Regions from separate parts of the Mus musculus genome. Here region 1 is linked to region 2. A link is a contact called in public promoter capture Hi-C data. All regions are on one chromosome and are shown on one strand. Each heading gives the region's core, a stretch centred on a gene start, on an enhancer-like site or on the middle of the called end of the contact. The rest is flanking DNA. Distances are from core to core; before and after follow the strand shown. Region 1 holds the start of Gid4 (GID complex subunit 4, VID24 homolog). Region 2 holds the start of Igtp (interferon gamma induced GTPase).

Region 1 (7,056 bases), core at 1,611-4,110, 2.2 Mb before region 2:
TTAACTGCAACAATATTCTGCTTCCTAAAAATAGTTTAAGTCAAACAAGAAAAGCAGGAAAGAAGTTGAATTATGAAAGACAGAACTTTTCTCAGAGGGCTGAGTCTAGAGAAGACCAATTAACATAACAGTTCCTATGCCCCTACCTGATCACAGTAACAAGCTCACTGGCAGAGATGTAGGGGAGCATTCCGTGGCACGACCACCAACCATTCCCACCACTCGGCATTCCACGGAAGGATATGGGCTACCCGACACCTACCAACCATGCCTCTAACTCAATCACTATTTCCACTGATTCACAAGGCCCCTGTCGAGGCAGGGAACAACAGACAAATGATAGGAACAGACTTCCCTTTGAAACCTAGTTGCTCTGGCAGCTATGAACCTATTACATCAGAAATCAGTAAATGGGCATAAATTCAGGGCCACTCTAAACATGATCCATGTAGAGAACTCACTTCCAGAATTTTATGATTGAATGAATTAAAAAAACAAAAAGCCTAATTTTTTTCATACTATAGTATCACATCTTAAGGAGGAAAAAAAATGATTATCACAGTAGGTAACAAGACTTGAAATAACTCAGTCACAGCTTTCCAATGACAATAAATACCATACTTCATGATAGAGCTTTATGGGGAAAAATTACATTTAATAAGAGTATGGTTTTCCCAATCTCAAAGCTGAGAGAACTATTTCTACAAATGGTAGGAAAGAAAAGAGCTGATGAGTGTGCTGCAGTTAGAAAGCAGAGACACTCTCGAGTCTTTGGAGTGGGAGATCTATTTGCTCAAAAGAATCTGAGATGGGAAATTAGAACCAAGGGTGGTGGATGCTGTACATGTTCAATATACATCTCCCCGGGCCCTGGGGCAGTATGCACCTCTAAACCTCTGGCTTTCAAGGAACAAGACTTGGGGAACTACCTAGGAGGTGGCATTAGGAGAAAGCACACAAGGTGGGACAGGGAATTGGTCTTCTGGCAGACAGTTTAATACCTAGAAAGAAGAGTATTGTGGAGAGGGGAGATAGATAAAAGAGAAATATCTACTCCCACCAATCTCCTTCAGTTGGGAAAAGCTTCAAGGGGGAGAGAAAGAGGTGGAGTTCTGGAAAAGAAAGGCCCAGAGAAGATGAAGCTGAAGTTTCAAAGTTGTTCAGGGACTGGCAGCCACCAGCCAGTACTCAGATATCCAGGTCAAATAGGGGGAGGTAAGTGGACACAAAACAAAACTGTGTTAGATTTCCCAGTACTTAGGCATCTGAGGCTCGGAGGAAACTCTGGAGCTATGCAGATAACAATCAGCAACACTACAGCCAGCAATAGCAACCAGCTAGATCAAGGTGCGAGGTCTGGGGAGAGGCCAGGGGGACTGCCAGGGATGGGAAGGAGCCACAGCAGGGTAGGGTAAGAAGCCTGGGACAGGAAGCAAAGTGTAGCAGCGGATGCCTATGAACTGACTGACGCCGGGTTTTGGTACTGGAAGGCCCCACGAGACAAGGTCTTAACACTAAGTGGTGCAACTGGAGATATTTGGGTGTGAGGCTCCCTGGTCTTTGGGGAGCCTCAACCTCTGTGGGTTGTCTCAGCCAATGGAGGGAGGTTGGCCACCTCTCCCCCGTCAGCAGTGGGCTGACTGAGTTCTCCTAAGGAGCAATGTCCCTGGCACTCAGGATGGAGTTGGGGTCAGAGGAAAAGCTTCATTCCGGGAGAATGTGACACTGGCCGCTATCGAGAGGTACTGAGTTTGGGGCAGCCAATGGAGAGTTTTTCAGGATCCGACAGGGACTGGTGGGAGGGCTGGCTGGTGTAGGGAGGACAGGACTTGGGAAGAACCGACTCAGGCTAAAGGACGGCTAGTCATGGGGGAGCTTCCGGATGCCCAAGCCGGCGAGTCAAAGGCTCTAAGTGTGGGACAGTCTTCGGGGTCTGTCGGAGACTGGCCACTACAGGCTCTGAGTCTAGGGGTGGGCTAGGGGTAGGGTTCGAGAGTGTGACATCAGCTGGGCAGGTCCCGGTGGGAGGCGCCGGGTGCAGGAGGCCCCGGCAGTGAGAGGGCCTGGTCCGCGGCTGAGGGCTCGAGGAGCCCAGGGCAGGCCCGGCCCGTGAGCGCCGCGAGGAGGCCCTCGGGCCCGGCCTTGCCGCCTGGCGCTCACCTGCAGCACCACCTCTACGTCGTACGAGTTCCCCTTGCTCTTCTGGTGGCCACGGAACTTGGAGCCGCTGTAGAGCAAGCTGGTGGCCACGCCGGGCTGCTGGGTGTTGATGGGCGGCGGCGGGATGAGTGAGGCCGCGGATGTGGTTGAGGCACCCGCCGGCGGGGGACACTCGGTGCGGACCGGCATCGCGGGGTCCCCCGGAGCCAGGGCTGGGGGAGGGGGAAGGAACCGCCGCCGCCGCGCGGGAGCCGAAGCTGCGGGGAGGGCGGACCCGGGCGCGCACGCGCGGGGGAGGGGCCGGGGAACCACCCGCCCGCTGAGGCCAGACCAAGCGCTCGTGTTGCCACCTGGACCCGGAGACCTGCAAGCAGGGCCTCCCAGACCTGAGCTGGGTCTCCCTTCCCACTTGCCCTCGCGGGTACACACACACACACACACACACACACACACACACACACACGCACGCACGCACACACACACACACGCGCATACACACTCACTCACTCATACACACGCGCTCACACACACACGCGCGCGCTCACACACACACAAACACACACACACTCTGCAGCTTCCAATTGGCGCGGGCGCGCTGGAGAGGCGGGAGCAAGCTCACGCGGCGCTTCCGCCCATTGGCGGACAGAGAAAGCACGTGGCGCAGAGCGCGAACGGCCCTCTGGGACTTGTAGTTTTCTTCCCGTGGCGCGGCATGGAGGGGGCGTGGCGAGCACGTTTATGATGCTGATTGACGGGGGCGGGAGTGGCGCGCAGCGGGGCGCACGGCTGCGACGGCGCGCCGTAGGTGTCATGAGGAAGATGGCGGCGTGCTGAGGAGGCTGAGGGCTATGAACCCTTGGTGAGAGGTTTCCGTACAGAACCAGCGAGGGGTGTGGGGTTCTCTTCGCTCTTTTCCTGTACTCTGTTTCCACGCATGTGTCCACCCAGGTCCTTGGGCAGGATGTGGCGAATCTACCCCCGGCTGAGGGACCGGTGGCGCGGTCTCTTGGACCGGCGTCTCAGTGACCCCACCGTCTCAGTATGGCCGGGGCCAGCTCCGCAGCCTCCGGCCCGGGCCTATGTCCCGCCAACAGGTGAGGCCCGGACATAATGTGACTTTTTGGTCAGGAGCCAAGTCGGGCTCACCTGGAGGAAGGTTTCTGACGTGCAATGCGGGGTGACAGGCAGGGTTCAGGCCTATGCGAATATTTAGAGCAACAGAGTTCTGTTTCAATTTGAAAAATGACATCCAAACAAGTGCGAGGGTGACTTTAGGGGACACAGCGTGCCCAGGACACGAGATATTTGGCTCTTGAGGCTTTTCTCAATTTCCTTTATTTTTTCTTTTCTTTTTATTTTTTCGGGGATAGGATTTTTCTGTGTAACCCTGGCTGCTCTGGAACTCACTCTATAGACCAGGCTGGCCTCGTACTCAGAGATCCTCCTGTCTCTAGTTCCTGAGTGCTACCACCACTACCACCACCACCACCACCTCCCAGCTTCAGGGTTTTTTTGTTTGCTTGTTTGTTTGTTTGTTTGTTTTTCCTTTTAAAGGGGAGCAGGTGTCTTAGTTGGATTCAGAAAGGAAAATTTGGGCTTTCAATCAGGACATCCAAGGTCACAGAGCAGACTGGTTGAGGCTATGGAAGGCAAAGACTGACCTGACTGTGTTGTGTCCTCATGACTGTGTTGTGTCCTCAGGACCCAGCAGAAGACTTGGCACAGAGGCAGGCCTTAAGTCTTCCACCACACACAGCACACTTCCTTAGGGGTTTGCGGGCCCTCTGTCCTAGTGCAGTGCCACAGCCTCTGCATTCTCTGCAGCTTTCTCTAAGTGGGAGTTTATGCCAGGCTTCTTTGACCTACTAAGGACTGTAATAAGACTGAAAGAAGGTTATTTCATTGCTTCTGAAAGAGAGATTGCTACAAGTGAGGTTCACTTCAGTGAATGAAAAGTAGTGATGACCTCTCTAAATTCAGTTAGTTGTTTTGTGTTGAGGGCATGTGGTCTCACCTGAATGATTCTCAACATCAGATGCAGGATTCATTATGCTTACGAAACAATAGTTTGCAATATATTGTGATATGGGAACTATGAAGGACTTAAGAAATCACAAGGATGAGCGTGTACAGGGTGATTGAAAGGGCATTTAAACTGGGGCTTGAGAGATGAGTAAGAGTTTGATGGGGGAGAAAGGGGGTGTAACATGTCCAGAGGTGATGACTGGGTGTTAGAGGTCTTGCTGCAACACTGCCCTCATTAGGCAACAATTCCATAGGCAGTTTGGCAATTGGCATAAGAGTACAAACCTGGGGTCTGTTGTTGGCAAAATCTCTGAGGTACTGTGGTCTTGGGCATGTATGATGTTGCTTTCTTTGGTGATCTGAAGCATGAGATTGCCTTTAAGAATTCTTTAGGCTGTAAATCCCATAATTTCTTGTTTCATTTAGTGTGTATATATCTGTGTGTGCACTTGGCATGCACATGGAGGTCAGAGGACAACCAGCAGGACTTGGTTGTGGCTTTGAGGGACTGAACTGAGGATGTTGGGTTTAGTGGTCAGCGTCTATACGTGGTGAGCCGTTCAATGGTCTATAGCCCATGATTTTATATAACTGGGGAAGGGAGTGGATGCACCAGGGAGCTGATTTTTGCTTATCAGGACACAAACGAAGGCCTAAAAGTGGGGCAGAAAAAGCCAGTAAAGACAAAGGAAGAAGCTAAGAGTAGCGTCACACACATGTATCAGCTGCTTGGGAGCCTGAGATAGGATCACTTGAGGTCATGGGGTATGGGGAGGAGGAGAACGGGCTTGACTTACAGATAGCTCTCTGTGCCCCATTCATTCATACATTCCTATTTTCTTTCACCTTTGACTACCTACTATGTGCTAAATAATGCTAAGAGCCAACTGGTAAGTCTGTAATACAGAAGAAAAGATGGCAGATCAAGCACCTCCACAATGGAAAACAAAAAGCATCCATGCGCTTAAATTGACCCTTTGCCTATTTAGTGAACTCCTGAATGTGTTCCTTTGTTTATGCCGTGCCTCCCTAGGGTATGCTTTGCTCTTTTTGTCCTCCCCAGGTGGGAGATATTTTTGTGTATCTTTGAAGTATGTAAATTATTAAGTCCTTCTTCTTTAAGAATCCACTTGTCAATGTTAGGAACAGCTACACCATAGAAACTTGTCAGGAGAGGAGAGGCTTTTGAAGGAAGGGCTCGCTGTGGGGTTGGAGGAGGAGGTCCTGCAGTGCAGAGACCTTTGTGAGGCCATTGCCACCCTCCTGCTGTTTTCTGCCCAGAGGAGGATGTAGTTTGGAGAAGCAGCATATGAGGTAAATTCCCAAAGAAATAAAAGCTTGAAGTCCTGTCCTGTTCCTACCATTTACAAATTGCCTCCTGTCCAAGGCAGCTTCTCCAAGTTTCTGCCACTTAAGAGACGTTACCTGCTTTGCCATTCTCATAGGAGTGTCAGGGACCAGACGGCTATCTGCTTTTGAAGTAGAGTTTTATTGGAACAAAGCCACATACTCATACATATTGTCTGCTTTCATTATATTGGCCAGAACAGCCTAGGGTATGGACCTCCACTCCAGATGAAAAGCAATTTGGAAAATAGTGCACTTATGTATTTGGCTGCAAGAATTTTTTATTATCATATATTTATTTGTGTATGCATGTATTTGGGCATCCATGTGCCACTGTACATGTGGCGATGAGAGGACAACCTCTGACAGTTGGTGCTCTCTTGCTACCTTTACATGGGCTTGGGAGATTAAACTTGGAATCAGACTTGCTTGTAAGCACCTTTACCCACGGAGCCATCTCTCTGACCCTGGCAGAATTTTAAATACCTTTATTAAGATATAATTTACTTAAGGGGCTAGAGAGATGGCCCAGAGATTAAGAACACTTGTTGCTTTTACAGAGGAATGGGTTCAGTTCCCAGCACCCATATAGTGACTCACAGCCATCTGTAACTCCAGTTCCATGGGATCAGATACCCTCTTCTGACCTTGACCTCTGTGGGTACAAAGCACATACATAGCACATGTACATACAGTCAGACAGAGCACTCACAGGTGAGATAAAATTTTAAAAATCTAATACATATAATTTACTTAGCATACAGTACATTCCCTAGTATATATTCACTAATTTGAATGACCATCACCGTCAGTTTAAGAACATTTTTATCATGGTAAAAAGTAGTCCGTAGGGGATAGAGTGCTGGCTCAGGCTTAAGAGCACTGGTTGCTCTTCCCGAGGACCTGGGTTTGGTTCCCAGCACCTACATGCAGCTCACAGCCATCCATAACTTCAGTCCCGGGGGATCAAATGCCTTCTGGCCTTGGGCACAAGGCGTGCACATCGTGGATAGACATACATGCAGGCAAAATTCCTAAACACATTAAAAAAAAAAAGGCAGCGAGTACCCTTTAGTACCATCCACCTGCCTGGCCATCTCCCCAGCCGTAGGCAACCATTACTTCCTTAAAGATTTCAGTTTTAGACATTGCATTGTGTGGAGCTTAGGACTAGCCTTTTCTACTTAGTAATTGAGTATTTATGTTCTCAAGGTCTGTCTGTGTTGTATCATACATATATCCATAGTCCAGTCTTTTTATTGCTGAATAGCTTGGTGTAGAAATACACATTTATGGACACGTGAGTTGTTTCTTACTCTTTGGTTGAGTAATGAATGATGATGAATGATGCTGATACAGCACTTTTTGTGTACAAGTTTTTGCATGGGTTTGGTTTTATCTTTCCTGGCTATATTTTCTAAGCTTAAAATTGCTGGATCAAATGGAAATTAGCTCATTAAGGAATAGTAAGATTAGTTTTTGTTTTTTGGGGGTTTTTTGGTGGCGAGGGGTGTCAAGATAGTT
Region 2 (6,947 bases), core at 1,336-3,835:
AAGAGCCCAGTGTCTGCACCAAAAAGCCACCGTTCTAGCTGTGGGACCACTTCCAGGGAACAACTTCTGAGTGTTGATTAGTTCCCTGGGATGGCCCCACCCAGTTCTCTCCTGGGCTAGCGTCTCTCTTTACTCCTTTCCTCGGTGGCCTCCCCTCCTGTCCCGGGTGGCCTCTCTCCTCAGTCCTCTCTCCTGGGATGTTTCCTCCCTTTGTTCCCTTCCTGAAGTGAGTTCATCTCTCCCCCCAGAGCACTGTCTGCAGCCACTCACACAGTGGCTGGGCCTGGACATAAGCTCAGAACGGAGGAGTTCAGCCAAGAGCCCCAACCTGTGTTTGAAGCCTCATCCAACTCCCTGCCAGCCCAACCAGTTTCTGAAGTCTCAGTTTTCTCATCGGTACATCAGGCAAGCCATGCTACTCACCTTCCAGATATTTTGTGGCAACTTTGTGACTAAATCCATGGGACGTGTGTGCCCTGCTCTCTCTCTCTCTCTCTCCACAGCTCTCCGCTGTCTGAGTGAACGCTCTGGAGTCTCAGCTAAAATGGCTGGGCCGGTGGTCCTCGGCTTCTTTCTTCTCTCTTCAACTTTATGGAGTATGAAGGTCTATGTCTGTGGGCCTGAACTCTGTGGGTCTGCTCTAGGCCTTGCACTCTTTACTCTCCTTCAGAACCTGTTAGAAAAACGATTTTACAACAACTGATGACAGATGAGGAAAATGTATTGTCAGAAACCACAAGGAGCTCTTTCTGCCATCTCTCCGTGAGCTTGCTTGTGGTGTGCATGCCCCGGCGGGTGCTCTCAAGAACAGCTGAGAAGAGAGGCAAATGCCAGGCACTCGTCGGGCCGTGGGCCAAGGCATCGCTCAGGTCCTAACTGAGATGATGAAGCAAAGCTACATTGGCGAATTTTAAATCATTGATGATCTCAGAGCTGGGGACTACTGTGGGCCCCAAAGGCAGGCTGAACAAGTGCGGACCTGCTCCCACCTGTCAGTGTGGCTTCACCGTACTGGACCATGAAGAAGCAAGACGAAAACACACAGAGGGGGGAAATCCCGGGATTCTTTTTTTTTTTTTTTTTTTTTTTTGGTTTTTCGAGACAGGGTTTCTCTGTGTAGCCCTGGCTGTCCTCGAACTCAGAAATCCGCCTGCCTCTGCCTCCCAAGTGCTGGAATTAAAGGCGTGTGCCACCTTTTTATAGAGGTGTAAAACATAAATAAAAAGCCCCCGTGGACTGTTCAAGAAAAAAAAAAAACCAACAAAAAGAAAGACAAGGAAAGAAAAAAGAAAAGAAAGGAAGAAAGGAGAGAAGAAAGACATCTTGAATTATACAAAGCAGTTCCTGGTCACGCTTCTGGTTGATCTAAAGCTGACTACAATTCTCCATAAAGATCCAGATCTCTCTAAATACTCTGGGGAAAGGGGGGGAAAGAGATGCCTCAATGAAGAAAGCACTGGCCTCACAAGCAGGAGTTTGAACCCCTGGCATCCACATAAAAGCCAGTTTCAATACTCATGCCTAAAATACCCTAGCTGGAGAGGTGGAGGTCCAGAGGAGGATCCCAGAGGGCTTGCTGGCCAGCCAGTCAGTCTAGCCAAGAGGTTCACTGAGAGATTCTATTTCAATAAAATGAAATAAATTGGAGAGTGACTGAGGAAGACACCCTAATGTCAGCCTCTGGATTATACACACATACACACTGGCAAGCAGACACTCGGGCCCACACACAAATGCAATAGTCTCACACACACCTGCACAAAAAAGGTCACATACACAGTGGAAGTGGCAGCCCATTGGTTGCCTATGTTACTATGTTCCGTCGGGTTGCATTTTGTTATACTCTCTTCCAAAAGATTAAATTAAATGCTGGCAGATGAAGAACCAGCGTCTCCAAGGCAGATAGATAATGCCCAACAGAGTTAGACAAAAAGTTTCCTTATGAACCCAGCCTTCCAAGCCAGAGTTCTAGCCCCTGCGTGTCGCACATGGAGAACAGATGCACATTACACAATTCCAGAATGTTCCAATATTACCTGTGGGCTGTTCTGATCCTGGACTCTGGCCCCTGAGGGGTCATCGAAGTAGTGGCCAAGAGAATTTGAGTAAAATCCCACCTGTTTTCTCTTAACTAGGCTCCCTCAGAAGACCCACAAACCCAGGGATACCCAGGTAAAAAAAGAAGCACACTGCTTCTCTCTGGTGAATTGGAAGGACTTGATTCAGCCAGACACCATGCACTCCGATCCTGAAGACAGTGCAGGAGGGTGCCTGCTGCACAGGGTGCCCCAGAGGAACACCTGACCCCAGACTCCCCTGCCCTGAGCAGGTTTATAGGCCAAGCAGGAGCCCCTCACCTACCTGCTCAGAAGCCTTACAAAGCTGCAATCCAGGCTCAGGACGGTCAGGAGAGAGAGAAGTGTGGTGGGGCAGGGTCCTGTGGGGAAGAGCGATTAGAAGAGGCAGGAGCAGCTGAAGGGCAGCCTGAGCTCCTAGGTTTCCTCTCAGACCCTGCTCTATCTATGTTGGCCCAGATGTAAGTCCCCAACTTCTAGGCGTGAGCCCTGCCTGCCTCCTCCCCAAGGGGCGGGGCCTGATGCCCGAACAGCTTTCAGTTTCAGTTCCTAGAAATGGCTAGTTTTCGGGAGTTAGCACTCAGAGGCCACGTTCTTCTTCAAAGAGAGGGGTAACTGGGCCAGATTCCAGGTATAGAGGTCAGAAGTCTGCCCGTGAAGCCTGCCATTCAGACTTCGGTCAGAGCTGCCTTGTCTGACCCTGCTACCTCCTTTCCGGAGCCCCTCTTAATGATGGCACCATGTTGAGACCCAGCGAACTTGGTCCTTGGAGAACTACTCGCCCTTCATTGCTGCTCCTTGGGGCTTCTGTCGCTTCTCATTGTCTACTCGCTCCTTCCCGCCCACTCAGCTCAGGGGCAGAAATTCCACCTACTCTGCCCTGTTCCAATTCTGTCGTCTCCCCAGGATCAAAGTATGCGGCAGAATATGCCACCTTTAAGTGGTCTCCTTCTGCCCACCGGTTTCTCTTGAGTTCAGGAAAAATATTTAAAACAAAGCAAAACAAAAACCAAAAAATAAAAATAAACACTCTCCCCCCCTCCCCCTCCCCCCTCCCCCTCCCCCCTCTCCCCCTCCCCCTCTCCTTTTTTTTTTGTGTACAGTGATGCCCTGGACCACTGAGTGCCCAGGTAGAGGGGAATGGGCTAGTTTCCCTGTGTAATTGCTTAGCAGGGTAAGTGGCTGATGGGAAGTGTGTGCTCATTTGCACAGTCCATGCCCCCAGGGCTCCCCCCACCCCAGGCCATTTACTGACCTGGTCTTTCATTTTCACTCACTGTCCCTAACATCCTGACTCCCTCCCTCCCCCATCCCTCCCTTCAATAGGTGTGCATGTGCATGAGCCTCGGAGGTCGGAGCAGAGAGTTGGAACCCGTGCAACCGGAGTTACAGGACATTTCTCTGTATAGCTCTGACTGTCTTGGAACTCACTCTGTAGACCAGGCTGGCCTTGAGCTCAGAAATTCGCCTGCCTCTGCCTCCCAAGTGCTGGGATTAAAGGCGTGGCCACCTCTCCCGGCCTGGGCATCAGATCTTAATACAGATGGTTGTGAGCCACCATGTGGTTGCTGGGATTTGAATTCAGGACCTTCGGAAGAGCAGTCAGTGCTTTTACCTGCTAAGTCATCTCATTTTTAAGTGTCTCTGCCACCTGTGACTTCTCTCGCTCAGAAAATGACAGCAGGCAGCACTCTGCAAGATGCCCTTGCACAGGAGTGTTCCTGATCGATGAACTTGGTCAATAGATGATTGACAGGCTGGGGAGATGAAGTCAGTAAGGTGCTTACAGTGCACACACAGGGACCTGAGTTCAATCCTCCAGATCCCATGTCAAAAGTTAGACGTGGTGATATGTACTAGTAACTCCAGTACGGAGATAGGCTGATGGCCAGCCAGCCTAGACTATTTGGTAAGCCCCAGTTACAGTGAGAGACTTTGTGTCAATAAACAAGGTGGAGAACCTCTGAGGAAAGACAGACAAAGTTGTCCTGTAGCCTCCATATGTGTGTGCATACACAGGTGATGATTTACAAAGAAGGTATAACAGACCCCTAGGACCAGGCTGTCTCTGTCCCTGAGACCCAAAGGTGACTGCTGTGCATGCGAACTTCCCAACGATCTCTCCTGTGTGAGGAACATTCGCCACATCAGGGGACATCAGCAGGATTGCCACTATCCACCTGTATTCTTTTCTACCCTTTGCCTTTATAGCTGGCCTCTGCTTCCCGACTGTCACCAGAGCAAGAACAAGAAGCAGACTCCTGTCCCTGCTGGGCTACAGGGAGATGTCAGTTTCGTAAGAATCTAAACAAACCAGGCACTCAGGAGGCAGAGGCAGGAGGATCTCTTGAGTTCGAGGTCAGCCTGGTCTACAGATCAAGTTCCAGGACAGCTAGAGCTACACAAGGAAACCCTGTTTCAAAAACAAAGGAAGGAAAGAGAGAGTGAGAGAGGGGGGGAGGGAGGGAGAAAGGAAGGAAGGAAGGAAGGAAGGAAGGAAGGAAGGAAGGAAGGAAGGAAGGAAGGAAGGAAGGGGAAAGAAGGAAGGAAGAAAAGAAGGAAGGAAAGAAGAGAGAGGAAGGAAGGAAAGAAGGAAGAAAAGAAGAGAGGAAGGAAGGAAAGAAGGAAGGAAGAGAGAGAGGGAGAGAGGAAGGGAGGGAGGAAAGAAGGGAACAATTGTGGCCCATGTTCACACCCCAATTCCTGTATATGTGATTTTTTTTTTAGAAACAACTAGAGGCCCTGCCCCCTCTCTTCCCCTCTCTGTTCCCCCTCAAAGCCTAAGGAAAGAATGCTGCTGTAAACAGTTACCCACACAGTTCCCTGGCACTAGGGGTTTCCATTTCCTGTTCTAAATGTAGTGTCTGCATGAGCCAAGTGGAGTTGGTCCCCAAGTTCAGGAAGATGTTTTAGATTCTTACATTTTAATGATCCCAGCATTCCACCTTGGGAGCTATCGCCACTCAAGCATGCCTCCCATGAGTATAGCCAGTGATCTCTGAGAGGGACCCTGGCTGGCACGGCAGCGTGTATTTATGGACTGGACACCAGATAAAAGTCCATGGCAAAGGGACTCAGCAGATGCAGCGTGTGGACACAGGGTATGCAGAGCACATGTAGCCTGTTCTTGAAGAAGCCATTTACCCAGAACTCGGCTCCCAGCTGGGGCAGTCTGGAGTTAGAGTTTCATCCCGGGACCAGGACTATGTACCCTCCTGGACATGGTTAACCTCATAGGAGCTATGTTTGTACATCATCTCCCCACAGAAGTACAGGAACTAGTCACCTCAAAATCCATCACCTCTTACTTGTTGCCTTCGCTCAGCAAGATGTGAAGAGGCTCAGGGGTGAATCCCTGTGTTACATACACTGAAGATCTGGCTTGTCAGCTCTGCTGTGTGCTCTGCTGTCCTGAGCATCGCTGACACTGTCCAGGGATGTGGGTGCTGTACCCACTCCCAGGTGTTTGCATGAAGCTACATGCTGTGGGTCATGTGTCACACATGAAAATAATGCACATATGCATGCATGCATGTGCCTATATACAGGCAGACTTCGATAGAGCCTTCCCTTTCTGGTGGTCCATGTTAATGAAGTCACCTGTCATTTGCTTTGAAACTAAAGAAAGGATCCTGGTGTCTCTCAAAGATTGAGGTGAGAAAGGGAGGTCTTAGCTCCAGATCAGACAGATTTGGTGTCTCATTGACCTGGTTCCTACATCTGACCCCAACTCATACTCCAGTTGTCTCCCTGTGACACAGAAATGCTCTGTGGCTCTGAGGGCATTGATTCCCTGCTCTTCTTGGGACAAAGGTGGCTCTCTGCACGTCTCACCTCACAAAGTGCCAGAGTCAGGGTCCCAGTTATCATAAAGCTAGCTGCTCCCCAATTCAAAGTAAGGGAAAAGTTCATGGTGAGGTCCAAAGATGAGCTCTCCTCCTCCTCCTCCTCCTCCTCCTCCTGCTTCTACTCTCAGATTAGATAATGACCCAGATGTGTGTGCAGTAAAACTGGTGAACATGTCCCTACACCCTGACAGCCCCTTGGAGTAGTTAGCCCTATTCTCAATAATTTGGGATGTAAGTTAGCCAAAAGAAACTTGTTGTTGCTGTTGTTGAAAATAATAGATCTCCATTTATCTACGTGCTGGTAACCAGGTGGCTTTCGGGAGCTAGAAGTGACACAGATTGGGTTAAGGGACACAGACTACTTCCTCCTGAGCTCAACCTCCCCTCAAAACTCAGGAGTTCTCTGCTCGCCCGCATGGCCTTCATGAGTGCTAGTGTGGCATGCTGAAATGGAATTTACATTTTCAGAGGTTTGTCCGGATGGCCAAAATGTAAGAAAGGTGACAATGAGCCAGAGAAGCAAAGGCTCGGCCTCACCAGGCTGAGGCTGCTTATTGAACAGCAAGGAGCCCCAACTTTTCTGAGCGATGAATGTCAGGCAACTTTAGAGGGGCTGGGGGTGGGGTGAGGTGCGCTTAAGTTCTCTTAATCACTGAGCCATGTCCATAGCAGGGAATGGCAGCAGCTCTTCATAGTCTGTACTATCTTTAAATCTGCATATATTTGTGTGTGTTCGTGTGCGCGCAAGCAGGTGCACACGTGCCACGGTGTGTATATGGTGTTCATACTCACCTCTACCGAATTTTGAGACAGGATCTCACTGTTGTTTAACCTGTCTGTTCCCCCAGGCTAGCCGGCCTTTGGTTTTCCTATGGCCTCTCCCATCTCTGCCTTTCATCTCTCAGTAGGAACTCTAGGATTACAGACAAGCGCACTATTCCTTCTAAGTTTTATGTAGATTCTGGGGTTTCAAGCTCAGGTCTGCCCACTTGTACAGCAAGTGCTTTGCCCACAGAGCCATCTC

Evidence for each region. Promoter capture Hi-C pulls out the DNA fragments that hold promoters and counts their contacts.
Region 1: a promoter capture Hi-C map of the HPC-7 cell line shows a contact between it and region 2. The contact joins the promoter of Gid4 here to the promoter of Igtp in region 2. A contact is called at or near these places in 2 of 39 promoter capture datasets (the HPC-7 cell line and pre-B cells).

The regions. Positions count from the first base shown.
Region 1 is chr11:60,412,949-60,420,004 of GRCm38.p6, reverse strand. Gid4 (GID complex subunit 4, VID24 homolog) reads right to left here and starts at 2,860. Exons shown (of 6, transcript NM_025757.4): 1 at 2,161-2,860. The coding sequence starts at 2,349. Atpaf2 (ATP synthase mitochondrial F1 complex assembly factor 2) reads left to right here and starts at 2,971. Exons shown (of 8, transcript NM_145427.3): 1 at 2,971-3,254. The coding sequence starts at 3,095.
Region 2 is chr11:58,195,194-58,202,140 of GRCm38.p6, reverse strand. It overlaps Igtp (interferon gamma induced GTPase), which reads right to left and starts at 2,585. Exons shown (of 3, transcript NM_018738.4): 1 at 2,362-2,585; 2 at 424-673. The coding sequence starts at 462.